Regions from separate parts of the Triticum aestivum genome. Here region 1 is linked to region 2. The links are chromatin contacts, called in public Hi-C maps. All regions are on one chromosome and are shown on one strand. The core of a region is the stretch at or near the end of the contact, and the rest is flanking DNA. Distances in the headings are between cores, read along the strand shown.

Region 1 (3,773 bases), core at 809-3,308, 530 kb before region 2:
GAGATATCTAAGTGTTGTTCTGTACTTGCTGACCCCTTTGTAATGGCTTGTTTTGTTCCAGTTCTGTAAAGAAGGATGAAGCTGATTCTACCACTCAGTTCCAGCAATGCATTAAGATCCTTGCAGACAAGGTTAGTTTCCTGTCACGGCAGAGTGAGGAGCTGATAGAACGCTACTCAAGGGTGGAAGCAGCACATGGGATTCTTATAAAAGAGTTGGAGGAGAAGAAAACACTGGTCAACAATCTATATAGTAAATTTCAACTGGAAAAACAGGTATGGAATTCAGCTTCTCTAACCATAGGATGTGAATATTTTCGTTGGTAAGATACTCATAAAAAATCAGACAAACCTTGAATTTGGTAAAATAATGAACTACCCAAAAGTAATGACATAACATGACTCGTGAACATGAGTGAGTATTAACAGGCATGCTGTGGATTTGAAATCTATTATAAAGTTGGACCTGATTGAATTTGTTTGCGTTAATCTCTTGTACTGTTAATTTGCGGTAATGAGAAAGTAAGTTGTACCGTGTGTTTCTAAACTGTTTCAACAGGCCAGCAAGGAGAAGATATCGGTTGGCCATTTCGACGTCCATGAGCTTGCGGTGTTTGTCCGGAACCCTGCTGGGCACTACGAGGCAATCAACCGGAGCCGGTCAAACTACTACCTCTCTGAGGAGTCGGTGGCCCTGTTCACGGAGCCCCACCTTCCTCGGCAGCCCGCCTACATAATCGGCCAGATCGTGCACATTGAGCGGCGCGCGGTAAAGCACACTGACCAGAACGAAGCCTCGCCGCGCCCTGGCGCCCATCGGCGGTCTGCGCCGAACAGCAACCCCTACGGCCTGCCGGCAGGCCGCGAGTACTTCGTGGTGACGGTGGCGATGCTGCCTGACACTGCTGCCACTGCTCGTTGAAGCAAGAACGCCTTCCTGATCCTGCCTAGCCATGGCTGCTGAAATGAAGGGAGAAAGAAAACCTCAATTGTAAATATACAGCCACTTGTTTAAAGTTTATTTATGGCTTTGCTCAGTTGCTTCGTCTGCGTTTGCTTGCTGCCTTGTGTACATAATGCTCGGATTCCTCTGTAAATATGACCCGGCCACTGATGTTATTATCATCTTGGTTCGTTCAAGGAGACTGAATAATATAGTGACATTCTTCCACCTTGTTTTCTCCCTGTGTAGTGCTGTTCCCAACACTATTTCCTCTTGAGCAGCTATGCTTTTGCAAACAATTCCTCTTGAACATGTACTAAGAAGCAATTCAAGCGTGCCGGCGCTGGCAAAGATAATCTATTTGCACTGCGACCATTAGTGGGGACGTCCTGAAACAATGGGCATATGAAAAAATGGTTTTCAAACGTGTTTTAAAATGTCAAAAAATTCGAATAAAATTTCACGCATACATCTTTGCAACATGGGTGTGCGGCGCAAAGTTTTTTTTCCAAATCTCTTTTTATTTTGCCTCCGCAAAAAAGATAAGTTTCAGTGCTTCCAAATAGTGTTTCACTACACATTTTTTTGTCTTTTTTTGCACAGCCAAAGAAAAGGTTGTCTCTTCACGAAACTTTTCACGCGCACATAGAATATGAAGATGTATGTGTGATTATTTTTTTCAGATTTTTTGGGTATTTAGAAATGAGTTCCCCAAAGTGGGTTCATATGTCCATGGGTTTATCCATATACTTTTCTTACGACCATCTATATACTGATATTACAATAAGACTTTCTTAATGGAAATTTACTTTGGGTGTATACGCATTCATTGTCTAAATGCCATTTTAGCACCTCGGAGTGGAGCTCACGATAAAAAGGCTCTCTATTAATTCTCGTCTGAACTGCGCCGACGGTCAAACGACTCGTCCCAAAAGAAGTGATGCATACAGTTGGCCGGGCCATGAGTCACGCGGCGACGTGGCCACTACCGAAAAAACAAAACCAAACTCCGCAACGAGGAACACGAGAGGCAAGTTCTAGTCGGTTCATCGATCAAACCGACCTTAACCCCATCCTTGCCTGCCACGGAACCTGCTGCCCGCTGCATATAACTCCACTCGCCACCATCCTCCATTTCCACACAAGCAAAGCCCGCCCGACGAGCCCGACCCCAAGCCCTAAAACCCAATTCCAAGCCCGAGCTCGCAGAAGAGAGAAGGGCCGAGTGAGCGACTACTTGAGAAACTCCGCCGATTCCCATGGCCGCGACCGCCGCCTCCGCCCTGGTCGGCCCGCCGGAGGCCGCGACCGCAGTGGGCGCGGCCGCGCCAACGGGCGACGCGTTCGTGGACCTGCTGGACGCCAGCTTCAACAAGGCGACGGTCGGGGCGGGGAAGGCGCTGACGGAGAACTCCTCGCCGACGTTCGTGTCCTCGGGGGACCCCTGCCTCGACTTCTTCTTCCACGTGGTGCCCGGCACGCCGGCCGCCTCCGTCGCCTCGCTGCTCGCCGCCGCCTGGGCCGCCGACCCGGTCACCGCGCTCCGCCTCGTCGCTAACCTCCGCGGCGTGCGGGGGTCCGGCAAGTCCGACCGCGAGGGCTTCTACGCCGCCGCGCTCTGGCTCCACGCCCGCCACCCGGCCACGCTCGCGCGCAACGCCGCCTCCGTCGCCGCCTTCGGCTACCTCAAGGACCTGCCCGAGCTGCTCCACCGCATCGTGCACGGCGGCAAGTCCACCAGGACCCCCGGCAAGAAGGCCCGCCTCGAAGCCGAGGGCGGAGGATTCGTACGCCGCGGCGGCCGCGGGCGGGGCAGAGGCCGCTGGAGCGGCGGCTCGAGCGGCCTCAAGCTACGCAGCGAGGACCACGCGCCCGCGCCGCCCGACGGCGCGTCGGAGGAGCGCGTCGCGGCCAGCCTGGAGCGTGACCGGGAGCTCGCGGCCGCGGCCGCGGTGTCCCGCCGGGCCAAGAGGGCGGAGGCCGCGGCGAGGGCGTTGGAGATGTACAGCCGCGACTCCACGTACCGGTCCCTGCACGACCGCACGGCCGACCTGTTCGCCGAGCTCCTCGCGGAGGACATGCGCAAGCTGTCTGTCGGCAATGTCAAGGATTTCTCGCTCGCGGCCAAGTGGTGCCCGTCGCTGGACTCGTCCTATGACCGCTCCACCCTCCTCTGCGAGGCCATCGCGCGGCGGCTCTTTCCCAGGGGATCGTCGTCGGAGCTCGGCGACGACCTCCCGGACGCGCACTACGCGTACCGCGCCCGCGAGCGCCTCCGCAGAGCCGCCATCGTGCCGCTCCGCGCGGCACTTAAGCTCCCTGAGGTGTTCATCTCGGCGCGCGCCTGGGAGTCCGTGGTGTACACGCGCGTGGCCTCCGTGGCCATGAAGAACTACAAGGACCTCTTCCTCAAGCACGACGCCGAGCGCTTCAACGCATACCTTGCCGATGTCAAGTCCGGCAAGAAGCGGATCGCCGCGGGCGCGCTGCTCCCACACCAAATCATCGAGTCCCTCGGCGAGGATGGGGACGACGGCGGAGTGGCCGACCTGCAGTGGCAGCGCATGGTTGACGACATGCGCGCCCTCGGCAAGCTCAACAGCTGCGTGGCCGTGTGCGACGTGTCCGGAAGCATGTCCGGCCTGCCCATGGACGTCTGCATCGCGCTTGGCATCCTCGTGTCCGAGCTCACCGACGACCCGTGGCGCGGCCGCGTGATCACCTTCAGCGAGCAACCGAACATCCACATGATCAAGGGCGACACCCTTTCCGAAAAGACTGACTTCGTCCGGAACATGGATTGGGGTATGAACACCGACTTCCAGGCAGTG
Region 2 (3,903 bases), core at 780-3,279:
TGGCACAAGAAGTTGACGCTTCCTAACCTTCCTTGGCTAAATCAGCTTTGACCTGGCCTCCTTTTGTTGCAAGACACCATTTCTTACAACAAACATATATTGCTTCGCAAGTTTTCTTACTCTTGGATTATATTAAAATAGAACTTGTTAGAGATCTTCACTCTTGAACTTGGCAAACATTACAAGTCTTGCTTACCTGTACAGACAACTACTCTATTGTTGTTCTTGCTTTCAGATAAAGGGAACAGATATTATGGCAGGTGGCAACAGAGCTGGAGCTATTATCCATCCACCATAGGCCCTCCATGTTTGTTTAACGAATGTGACACACAATTCAAACGAGACACCAAAGTTTGCACAAACCATTGAAATGGCGCTTTAAACGTGTGATGGAGAGGCAAACCATGATCAGGAAACTCAACGAGAAATGGGAAAGCCGCATATAACAGTAAATAGCTTTTCAAACTCAACCTTCTTGTCTTGCATGCTCATGTATGTGTGACTAGTAATGGCCGTCTGGCTTCGTCTCTCGATCCCTTTCTACTGTAGTAGGCATATAACAACAACTGTATGACACCTAGGACTGTGCCGATGCCATTGGGAACCTGTAATTGGCAAACGAACAAGAAAGAAGGGCCAAACAGACATGATGTTAGGCAACCCTCCAAGCAAAATCCCTGATCAGCAATAGAAAACTATATCTTACGTATATGAAGAAGTCATCCAGAAGCACCCCGTATGCGAAAAACGACATGCTCATCAGGGACATCGATAGCGACAAATAAAAGGGCATGTACTCCACACTCTTGGTCCTGATCACCAAATTCTGTCAAACACAAGAGGAAAGTTCATTTACAGGACTATACATTTCAGATAACAAACATGGTCAGATGAGATCAACAACGCCAAACCCATCAAACCTATGAAGGACCAATTATACACCAGAAGATGTGGCTATGGAATACAGGTTTGAGTTAGTTATAAAGCAGGAAATAAATATTTCAGGACTCACAATGATGGACAGAGGGGATGCGAACATGAATATGAGGGACGCCACGCTGAGATAGCCGACGAATGTTCGCCGAGGCTTGTGATCAAACAGCGCCATACTGACATACACAATCAGGCCGAACACACAGAACACCCCTGCCAGCAGCACGGACACCTTGAGCTGCAGCAAGAAAGTAACCACATCAGTCAAACTTATAGATGCAGGCAAGGCAGCGAAGGACAAGCGGTGGGTAGGGTGCCCACCCTTTTCTTGGCGTCGGCGTAGGCGATGAAGACGGCGGTGTAGGCAAGCTGGAAGGCGGCGCCGATGGTGTTGACGGTGGCGACCAGGACGACGCCGTAGGAGACGAAGGGGAGGGCGTACCACATGCAGACGAGGCAGTTGAGGAGCGAGTAGATGTAGGGCGTGGCCGAGAACTGCTCCGTCGACCCATTCCGGACGATCCTCCTGAATGTTGGGCTGAGATCGGCAGAGATCGATCAGATCAGCAGCAGCGTCTTGAAGCAATTCGAGCCGAGCCAAGAAGAAATCGGGTTGAAATGTAAACGGGGGCGGACTTACAGCGGGGAGATGAAGAGCACAAAGGCAAAGATGTTCCCTGGAAGAAGATCAAGAGAAGACGGCGGTCAAGAACTGGCCGGACCGAATCTGGCCGCCTGCTCCACGACGGCAGAGCCTAAGAAGCAGAGCAAAGGGAATGGCGGTGGTGCTGACCTGCGATTCCTGCCCCGTAGCAGCAGAGGTCGTGGTAGGAGGAGGGTCCGGGCAAGCCCAGGGAAGCCATCAATGCAAGGAAGAGAGAGGATCCCGATCCCAGCTGCTCCCGGCCCCCTCCGATCCCCGCTCGCTCCTCCGGCAGATGATTCTTTTTTCTTTTCTTTTTTTGACGTGTCCAGCAGACGCTTGAGCGTGGGTTCTTTCTTTTCAGAGCAAGAGCAGGAACAGCAGGGGACAAAGAGCTGGCCCGCTTCCTCCTCCTCCTCTTCCTCCTTCTCCTCCTCTTATCACGGCTCCACCCCTACAATCAAATCAAAAAAAGGCACGTGGAATGGAAGGTGGATATCCTGGGATCTTATTCCTTGAAAAAAGTCGGTCGGGGATGTTGATGGCCGGCCCGGTCTGATCCATTGCCATGGCACGCACGACGCTGTACACGGGCGGCGCGGCCTCACCCGACACGCCACGCGCACGTGGACACCGTGGACCTCGACGCGGCGACCACGGCAGCACAGCTACTGTTTATTGTTTTTCAGATAGCTCACCACTCGTGCCAAATTCTTTTGCGGGAGGAAGAGGCCCTCTTTTCTCTAACTAGCCAAATACCCGTCGTGCATTGCTATGGAATGAAATAACATGTGAAGAGTGATGGCGTGCGACCGGTTGTCCTTGGCCGTGGTGATGCCGACTATGTTGTGACAACGTTGATGACTAATTATTCAGGATACATGTAAAACGGTAACTTATGGTTTGTTTCGAAGCAAATCTCTGCCATTAAAGAAATATGGTTGGCAAAAAATTCCTACTACTACTAATTATTTAGAGGCATAATTAACTGCTTGGTTAATTTATGGGTGACCAGCTAAGCATGATCCCATCAAGTGGTCAGCTTGGTAAGCTATCAACAAAAATATTGTAACCAGCTAAGCATGATCCCACATATTTCCTTTTCTTTTGTCTTTTTTGAAACAAGCAGATTTCCAATGTTTCATTGCATTGCCTTATAGTGATTGAGGTCCACGGCCAGACTTTGTGATTCTAATTTTTAATGGGCGAGTACTATGCACGGGCGCGCCGCCCCCGCGCCGTTGGATGCGTTCGATCGGAGCAATTTTTTTTGTCTCCCATTCGCCTCTTATCTCTCCTCCCGCGCAGGGGTCCTGCAGAGAGCCGCCGCCCCAGCTCGTCGGATCCTGGGCGCCGCTGCCCCCGCCTTCCATCTCCCTCCTCGTTTTGACCCCCCCGCAACACCCCGCCGACGACTGGACGAGGCTCGGCCATGGCTGTTTGCAGCTGCTACCGTGGACAGTGGCAGCCCCCATCATCGCCATTGTGGCAAAAAATATCGCTGGTCGTAGCTTTTACGGTTGCTGGTTGCAGCAATCGCGACGCCATCCCCTGTCGTCACCCTAGCTCCACCCCACGGATGTAGCAAAAAAATTCGTCGGTCCCAGCTTCTAGTTTGTTGGTTGCAGCAAACTCTGCATCGCAGTTCGCCGTCGTGGCAGTGCCTCGTGCCAGTTGTAGCAAAACAGTCGGCCCGTTCCAGCATCTGCCGGTGTCGTTGGTAGCAAACAAAATTGCCGGTTGTAGCTCCTCATGTTGCAGGTTCCAGCACTGACGCCAGCAGCTTGTAGCACCCATGGTGGCCGGTTCCAGCATTTGTGATGGCAGGTTGTAGCAGCCATAGTGGCCGGTTCCAGCACCGGTGTTTGCCAATTCCAACACCAGCTGGGACAGATGGTAGCACCAAGTGGTGGGTGTTCCAGCACCCGCGGTGGCCGTTTCTAGCAAACCGCAAGGCTGGTCCCAGCACCTCCATGGCCGGATGTAGCTTTTGCAGGCTCCCCTAGCAAACCTCCCCGTTGACGTCGTTAGCAGCTCGTCCATGCTGCAAAAAAAAACCTTCCTTACGTTCATGGCTTCAACGCCCCTGGACGGCTCGAATTCGGCCATGGCCTTCGCCCTGTAGATGAATCCGGCCATGGAGATTGCAGCAGCAAGGCAACCCCGCACGATGATCTATTTGGGGCGCTCCTTGTCGTGGTTTGCTGCGGAGAGGAGAAAAAAGCATGGCGCAGGAGAAGAAAAAGGGAGATAGTAGCAAGGACAAAGATGAGATGCAGATGGTGAAGAAAGAAGATAAAGAAGGAAAAGTTGTTTCTAGACGCGTA

What was found. Hi-C and Micro-C count contacts between places; a contact is called where the count stands out from the background.
Region 1: a contact with region 2 is called in a Hi-C map of leaf, with 6 times the contacts expected there. The contact joins the promoter of LOC123136559 here to the promoter of LOC123136558 in region 2. A contact is called at or near these places in 2 of 5 Hi-C or Micro-C datasets (both in leaf).

Annotation. Positions count from the first base shown.
Region 1 is chr6B:200,567,332-200,571,104 of IWGSC CS RefSeq v2.1, reverse strand. It overlaps LOC123136559, which reads left to right and starts at 2,058. Exons shown (of 1, transcript XM_044555964.1): 1 at 2,058-3,773. The coding sequence starts at 2,202. It overlaps LOC123136560 (autophagy-related protein 11), which reads left to right. Exons shown (of 5, transcript XM_044555965.1): 4 at 62-275; 5 at 559-1,170. The coding sequence ends at 921.
Region 2 is chr6B:200,034,714-200,038,616 of IWGSC CS RefSeq v2.1, reverse strand. LOC123136558 (bidirectional sugar transporter SWEET2a) reads right to left here and starts at 2,029. Exons shown (of 7, transcript XM_044555963.1): 1 at 1,727-2,029; 2 at 1,574-1,610; 3 at 1,255-1,471; 4 at 1,013-1,171; 5 at 707-826; 6 at 472-605. The coding sequence starts at 1,796. The coding sequence ends at 489.